2 separate regions of the Xenopus laevis genome follow, and region 1 is linked to region 2. The links are chromatin contacts, called in public Hi-C maps. All regions are on one chromosome and are shown on one strand. Each heading gives the region's core, a stretch centred on a gene start, on an enhancer-like site or on the middle of the called end of the contact. The rest is flanking DNA. Distances are from core to core; before and after follow the strand shown.

What was found. Hi-C and Micro-C count contacts between places; a contact is called where the count stands out from the background.
Region 1: a Hi-C map of the XTC cell line shows a contact between it and region 2, with 3 times the contacts expected there. The contact joins two enhancer-like sites. A contact is called at or near these places in 2 of 4 Hi-C or Micro-C datasets (the XL177 cell line and the XTC cell line).

The regions. Positions count from the first base shown.
Region 1 is chr6L:120,578,685-120,582,856 of Xenopus_laevis_v10.1, reverse strand. The region is part of intron 8 of spidr.L (DNA repair-scaffolding protein); the gene reads right to left. Among protein-coding and RNA genes, the nearest start is that of spidr.L, 93 kb to the right of the region's middle. Within about 2 kb of position 1,981, at least 1 of the 7 cell types and tissues checked has an H3K27ac peak or open chromatin away from gene starts, as enhancers often do.
Region 2 is chr6L:120,499,384-120,503,614 of Xenopus_laevis_v10.1, reverse strand. All of the region lies in intron 5 of spidr.L (DNA repair-scaffolding protein), which reads right to left. Among protein-coding and RNA genes, the nearest start is that of spidr.L, 14 kb to the right of the region's middle. Within about 2 kb of position 1,359, at least 1 of the 7 cell types and tissues checked has an H3K27ac peak or open chromatin away from gene starts, as enhancers often do.

The sequences.
Region 1 (4,172 bases), core at 732-3,231, 79 kb before region 2:
TTACTATATACTAATGAGCACCCTTACTCATCCAACCCAGCTCCTGTCCCGCCCAGCCTTATTAAAGGAATTCTCTCATGATTTTTATGGCATAGTTTTTATTACTAAATTACACGGTGTACATTGCACATAATTCATTCTACCATTTAAAATGTTATTCTTGAAACAATAAAATGTATTTTTTTAGTTGTATTATTGGTGTGTAAGCAGCCATCTCATTTTGCCTGGTCATGTGCTTTTAGAAAGAGCCAGCTCTTCACAATGGAACTGCTTTCAGATAAGCTATTGTTTCTCCTACTCATTTTAACTGAAGCAGTCCAGACTTGGGTTAGTTGGAATTGGATTTTTACCATTGAGTGCTCTTCTCATATCTATCACTAGGTGGGGCATGGGACCATTTTTAGAAATGCTGGAGGCAGGGAGCTTTTATCTGGTTGGATAACTTCCTATTGTTCTGCTGATGGGCTGTTGGGGGGTTAATATCACTCCAGCTTGCAGTGTAGCAGTAAAGAGTGATTAAAGTTTATAAGAGAACAAGTCACATGACTGGGGGCACCTGGGAAATTGTCAACATATCTAGCCCCATGTCAGATTTCAAAATACAATTTTAAATATCTGTTTGTTCTTTTGAAAAACAGATTTCAATCCAGGATTATGCTGGAGGAGCGTTATTAACTGATGCATTTTGTAAAAAAAAACATGTTTTCCCTTGACAGAATCCCATTAACTATATACTATTAAGATTGAAAGTTTTCAAAAAAGCTAAATAAATCAATCTGCTGGTAGAGAAAGAAAGGGAGAGAATGTCTTGTACATATTCATGAGCACAGAACCAAAACAATTGTGAGAATACCATAGCATTTTACAGATACTGCAGGGCTGCAGTTATCACATGTCAGTATACAAAGGATATCAACTTTGATAAACTTGCAAATTCACATGGAAGCCACCAATGTCGTCAGTAGTCATGATGTCAACAAAACAAATTACAGCTACGAGTCAGAAATAACACTACCAACCCCTTGCCTACTAGGAGTTTTTTTGTGGGGGAGAACATGGAGTCTCTTCTGCATAGAATGCCTTGGCATCTTCTGCTGCAGTGAAAAGACAATGCTCTCCCCTCCACCGTGTCTCTGCACTGACAGGCACGGCATTGTTCTGTTTGCACAACCACATATTGGTGTGTGAAAATTAAAAACTAAGAATTTTCTCGCTGATATCTGCTGTGTGTGTCCACTCAAAGATCAACACTGTGCCTGTCAGTGCAGAGAGATGGTGGAGCAGAGGGGAGAACTTGGCTTCTCTCTATCATACAGCTGCTGAAATACCAAACTGAAGAGCTGCTGAACCAAAGGCTAAATTACTGAAAAAAATAATAAATAGTAAAAAAACAACTGCTCAGAATATCAATGTCTACATAATACTAAAACAGTAACGTAACTAGAGGGTGCCAGGCCCTGGTGCGGGAGTGCAAGCCGCCAGGGGGCCCTGAGGGGGTGTGGGCCCTGGCCCGCTCGCACCCCCAGTAGTTCCGCCACTGTACTAAAAGTTAATTTAAATGTGAACAACCCCTTTAAAATAAATAATACATAGATCGTATGTTTACCAAAAATATTTTAAAGTCCATCTAAGGCTATGGTCCTGGGACACTTTGATTCCTGCCTTACCCTAAAAACTGCCTTATTTTTTGCAGTAACATGGTGTGCTTTTGAAGCTGCAAAAATGTATTGTATTATAGTCATCCTGCCCTTAGGAAATGTGTTCATAATATAAAAAAATTGTTGCGAAAAAACGCAGACCTACTAAATTCCATACAAAATCCGTTTTTATTGAATTTAATCAAGCAGGCATATCCTATGTGCATTTTGTGGCGTCATTTTGAAAGGCTTCAGCTGTCAGCGACTGCACTGTTAGTTTAGTGAGTACAAAGGATCTGAAGTGTGGGATTAATGACTAAACATCTTGTGACCTCTCACACTGAAGTGTAAGCACCCGTTCACCTCTTTGGGTTTTTCCCTTTTATTTCCTTGTCTCGGCAGCAGCAGCAGCAGGGAAGGACTATAGATCTCAAAGGCGGCACCTTGAATGTCTTGTGTGTACTTTTCAAAGCTGGCCAGAGACCAAATCACATACATAATTATAGGACTCGCTTTTTTTTCCCACCAAGCAAATATGCCAGAGAGACATCCACCCACTAACAATGCCGTCAGCCATGAGCTCATACAGGAAATGTGATCTGGCACATGGGTGTGGCACTGAAGGCTCGGCCTTTACACCTGCACATTCATTCACATACCAGCAACAGAAATTCTGCTATTAATGAGATTTAAGTGCCTTAGGAGCTTTAGTGACAGGATTCCAGCAGCATGCAGGGGTTCCGGTGCAAGGATGTCTTACACTACACACCCACAGAGTAATTAGCTGCTTATTGGGATTTATAAGGAAATATTATATACAATTTATATAATAATTATATATATATATATATATATATATAGTTCAGTGAAGAGCCAGCACTCACGAATAAATCATTGATATGCCTGGGTGCAGAGTCAGAAATTGCATATATGTTCATAGAAAATGATCCGCACTCACAGGTATTAAAAATTCAACATTATTTATTTTTTAAAAGGTAAGGACTGACGCCTATCCTAAGGACTTTCTCAAAGTCCTTGAGAAGACTTTGAGAAAGGCCTTATGATAGGCCTTTTAAAAAATAAATAATGTTGAATTTTTAAGACCTGTGAGTGCAGATAATTTTCTATGACTATATATATATATATATATATATATATATATATATATATATATATATATATATATATATATATATATATATATATATATATATATATATAAAAAATACAAGAGTCCTCTGCACTCAACCCATTATCAATATATTTAAGACAGAGACATTTTGTGCATACAGCTACTGAAAAATGCCTTACCCTTTAAACAACACAGGGATTGTTTGTCCATATATTGCAATATATTTAAGCTGACCAACTACGTCAGTCATCCCATATCTGGCCAGTCCTACGCTCAATTTTCATCTGATTCATTAAGAATTCTATTGCTTCATTATACATTTAACAAATGGACTAAGTTTTACCTGCAACTTACTGCATTTTTTAGTAGCAGTAGCACAAAATGTCTCTGTCTTAAATATATTGATAATGGGTTGAGTGCAGAGGAATCTTGTATTTGTCTATATGTATTTTGTGGTCACAGCCTCATTGCACCCCCGCCTAATGGTTTTAAAAATTAGTGGTGAGCACAACTTTCCCTTGTTTGAGATATATATATATATATATATATATATATATATATATATATATATCACGAGACGCACAACCTTGAGCCAAATAGACAACCTGGGTGCTAATCCAATCAAAAATAGAATATAAATGCAAAGTGGCAGCACTCCGAGGACTTAAGATGGCCATAGACTCAAAGTTCCGCTTGTCTATATGTATTTTGTGGTCACAGCCTCATTGCACCCCCGCCTAATGGTTTTAACAATTAGTGGTGAGCACAACTTTCCCTTGTTTGAGATATATATATATAGATATATATATATATATATATATATATATATATATATATATATATATATCACGAGACGCACAACCTTGAGCCAAATAGACAACCTGGGTGCTAATCCAATCAAAAATAGAATATAAATGCAAAGTGGCAGCACTCCGAGGACTTAAGATGGCCATAGACTCAAAGTTCCGCTCGTTTGGCGATTCTTTCCCCGATATGCCACTAACGGCATGGCTAGATCGAATTACGATACGCCAAGGGGATCTGACGGGTCGGTCGGGTAAAAATCAAACCTTCCCGATCGATATCGTGACCAGATATCGATCGGGAAGACCCGTCGGAAGCCCCCATACACGGGCAGATATGCTGTCAAATTGGTCTAAATTGCTGATATTGACAGCTTTATCTGCCCATGTATGGCCACCTTTAGGTCCTGAGGCTTTGCAGATAAGGGGTCTATCCATGATTTGGATCTCCATGCTGTAAAGAATCATTTAAACAATAAATAAACACAACAGGATTATTCTGCCTCCAATAAGGATCAATTATATCTTAGTTTGCATCAAGTCCAAGGTACTGTTTTATTATTACAGAGAAATAGGAAATCACTTTTTTAAATTTGAATT
Region 2 (4,231 bases), core at 110-2,609:
TAAAATATAAAACAAGTTAGGGACCGCCATTTGGGGTTTACCTTGACGTGGTATGGTGGCTTATCAATTTTATGATCATAACTTTGTAACAAAATAACCCCTGTTTTGGGTACATATGCAATAGCATTTATTATACTTATATATATACTTTAAAGCCTTTAGAGTGCTCCCACAACCCCCCTGTTTTGATATTGTATATTTAGCCAGGAGCTGTGGCATAGCTTCAGTGGTTGTAGCACCCCATACCCCCCTTTAAACTAGTGGTGATCCTATGCTTTTAAAATTGGGCGTTTGTTTTGGGAATATCTCTCCTTTAAAAGCCTGATTGCTGGCTGGGGAGGATTTAGCCCTCAGTGAAAAAACAGCGTTCAATGGACATTGATTACAGGTAATGCTAAAATGCACATAAAATATAAAACAAGTTAGGGACCGCCATTTGGGGTTTACCTTGACGTGGTATGGTGGCTTATCAATTTTATGATCATAACTTTGTAACAAAATAACCCCTGTTTTGGGTACATATGCAATAGCATTTATTATACTTATATATATACTTTAAAGCCTTTAGAGTGCTCCCACAACCCCCCTGTTTTGATATTGTATATTTAGCCAGGAGCTGTGGCATAGCTTCAGTGGTTGTAGCACCCCATACCCCCCCTTTAAACTAGTGGTGATCCTATGCTTTTAAAATTGGGCGTTTGTTTTGGGAATATCTCTCCTTTAAAAGCCTGATTGCTGGCTGGGGAGGATTTAGCCCTCAGTGAAAAAACAGCGTTCAATGGACATTGATTACAGGTAATGCTAAAATGCACATAAAATATAAAACAAGTTAGGGACCGCCATTTGGGGTTTACCTTGACGTGGTATGGTGGCTTATCAATTTTATGATCATAACTTTGTAACAAAATAACCCCTGTTTTGGGTACATATGCAATAGCATTTATTATACTTATATATATACTTTAAAGCCTTTAGAGTGCTCCCACAACCCCCCTGTTTTGATATTATATATATATATATATATATATATATATATATATATATATATATATATATATATATTGTGTATAGTTTAACATTTTCATTGGTTCCACTAATATAAACAGCAAACAGAACATTTTTTTATTTCCCACCATTTATATGTAAATCAGGTAATTGTGTCCGTAGCTAGAAAAATACAATAACCAGGCTTTTATGGCTTCTGCTGGTCAGCGACATTCCAGTTTTTACTAGAGAGATTCAGTACTAAGGATTTGGACAATAATAAATACAGGATGTTTAGCTTCTGGCTCCTTCAGTATAGAGGAGCAGATACAACCAGATTTAACTGCTTTGATTATCGTACAGGCAGCAGCCCTTTGGTTGAGAACCGGAAGCTCAGATAATAAATACCTAAATGAGAACACCACACACAGGACAAACTCCAGCCAGTAGAACCTGTCTGTGTCATCAGCATCACTTCCAGCAAACCATGGCACTCAGCCAGCCTCATCCAAAAAGATACATCCACAAGAAAAAAAAAAATGTATAAAAAAAAAAAAAGAGCAAGAAATGATACAATAAAAACAGTTTTTATACAAAGTAACTACAAGAATAATTACATCAGTAAGCCAGATATCTACAGTTTGTGAAATATTTCAGGTCTTGTGAAGCAAATTAATTTGGCAATATGCTTTCATTGAAAAAAAAAAAAAAAAAAAAAAAAAAATTTACATTTTGGTTGTGGCAATACCATGCTCATTCTTAAGCAGATCAGGATGAATTCTGGGAAAGAAGTCAAGGATCCACTTCCCTGGCTATACATATAAGCCTGGCTGTGTTTTGACATCGGCAATTAAAAGCACTGTCAAAAGCAGTGTTTTGACATCCTGTGGTTAAGATTCAGTATTCCATAGAAACTGAAATATAGGATAAACAGGATAAATTAGTTAATGCCATTGGATCAGTACTTTTTTACATGGGGACTGGGATAATATTATTACACATCTTCTGCCTGAAAATCCAGTCAACCATACATGGTTTATTCTCCAATTCAAGACTGACTTTGTGTCTGTTAATTGAGTGGCCCGTAAAAGTATGTGAAATTCAGCAGCCCAACAGAGGTGGCCTCTACGACAGTTAATGATCGGTTTTCCCCAATTAAGCAGATGATTCATTCTCTTCCTTCAAGCAAGTGGGTAAAATAACTGGTACTGCTTCTGTACGTCAATAATAGAAAATACAGTGCACTAGCACGCAAGTTTGCTCCAATTCCTTGGAAAGAATAAGCATTATGCAAGTGAGCAATGAATCACATCCAGTAGCCCAAAAAAGGGTACAGGATTAGAGATGAGCGAAATTTTCGGCAAATTTCGCAGCAAAAATGACGCCCACAGACTCTAATGGGTGTAGAAAATTACTCTGTGTCAAAAAGGTTGTCGTCCATAGACTTCAATGCATTTTGGCAAATTTTCAGGTTAGATTCGCCCATCACTATACAGGATGATTAAGTATTTCTAAGTGATGATTAAGTACAAATTGAAAATGTAAGACTTAAAATAAATCTCTATACCTGAACTTAAAGTAACAGTAACATCAAAAAATAAGTGTTTTAAAGTAATAAAAATAGAATGCAGTGTTGCCCTGCATTGGTAAAACTGCTGTGTTTGCTTTAGAAATACTACTATTGTTTATATAAATAAGCTGCTGTGTAGCAATGGGGGCAGCCATTCAAAGGAGAAAAGGCTAAGGTTACACTATTTAACCTGTGCCAAATAGCCTTTTTTTCAATTCCAGCTACACAGCAGCTTGTTTATATGAACTACAGTAGTGTTTCTGAAGCAAACACCTCAGGCATGGGACCAGTTATCCAAAATAGTCAGGACCTGGCGTTTTCCATATAATGGATCTTTCTACCTTAAGTCTACTAGAAAATCATGTAAACAGTAAATAAACCAATAGGATTGTTTTCCTTCCAATAAGGATTAATAATGTCTTAGTTTCGATAAAGTACAAGGTACAGTTTTATTTTTACACAGATAAAGGAAATCATTTTAAAAGATCTGGATAAAACGGAGTTTTCATAATTCGGCGCTTTCTGCATAAGGGGTTTCCGGATAACAGATTCCCATACCTGTCTTTTCATTACTTTAAAACACTTTAATTTTTTGGTGTTACTGTCATAAATACAAGAACCAGAATACATTCTGCTGTATTTGAAATGATAACTGAACAGTAGCACAAAAACGCACATCCACATTTTTACATGATTACACCAGTTTGCAGCATGCAACTTTATCAATGTATAGAGAAAGGAAGGTATTTTTAAGTGCTTTGTCACATGAAAGAGAGGCAATTTAAATGACTTGAAAGATTTTTAAGAGCAGCAATCTCTATAAGCAGACCTTGTTCTATATAAAGATAAGTTTCCCTAATATAGATAACTTGCTTCAATATTAATTCCTAAGTCTCTTATCTTGGTTACATGTTTTAGAATTGTGTTCATGAATTCAAGGCTTTGCAACAAGGTTATCTATGTACATCACAAGATTTTCGCCCCAGAACCATGCATTTATTTGAATAAGAGGACTGGAATATAAATGGGAAAGGCCTGAATAGAAAAGTAATTAAATAGCAGCAATAACAATACATGTAGCCTACATTACATTTGTTTTTAGATGGGGTCAGTGACCCCCATTTGAAAGCTGGAAAGAATCAGAAGAAGGAAAATACATTTATAAAAACTATAAGAGAGGAAAAATTAAGGCCAATTGAAAAGTTGCTTAGAATTGACCATGCTATAACACCCTAAAACTTAAAGGTGAACCATCCCTTTAAGTCTCTATCACGTTCACACACACACGCTCGGGTGAGTATTACCAGGAATCAAATAACCTGCCTGCATGTTTTTGCAGTATGGGGAAAAGAACATGTAAGCACAGGGAGAAAAAACACACCTTGATTGGCTCCTGAAAAACGCCTATAGTGTGTGTGAATGGGATAGGGACCTTTGACTGCAAGTTCTAACTAGGACAGGGACTGATGTGAATTATGTATCTCTGGTAAGTGCTACATAAACAGGAAATACGAAAAAAATAGTAATAGAAAATAAAAATATACAGTAGGCACCAGGATTACTCTGCTCTCGCTGTAACTCCTCAGGAGCCAACTTTCTTCATATAATTTGTTCTGTGGGCATGGTGTGATCACACCAAGCCTGCTGAATTACCTCTGCTATTCCCAATTGCCCCTT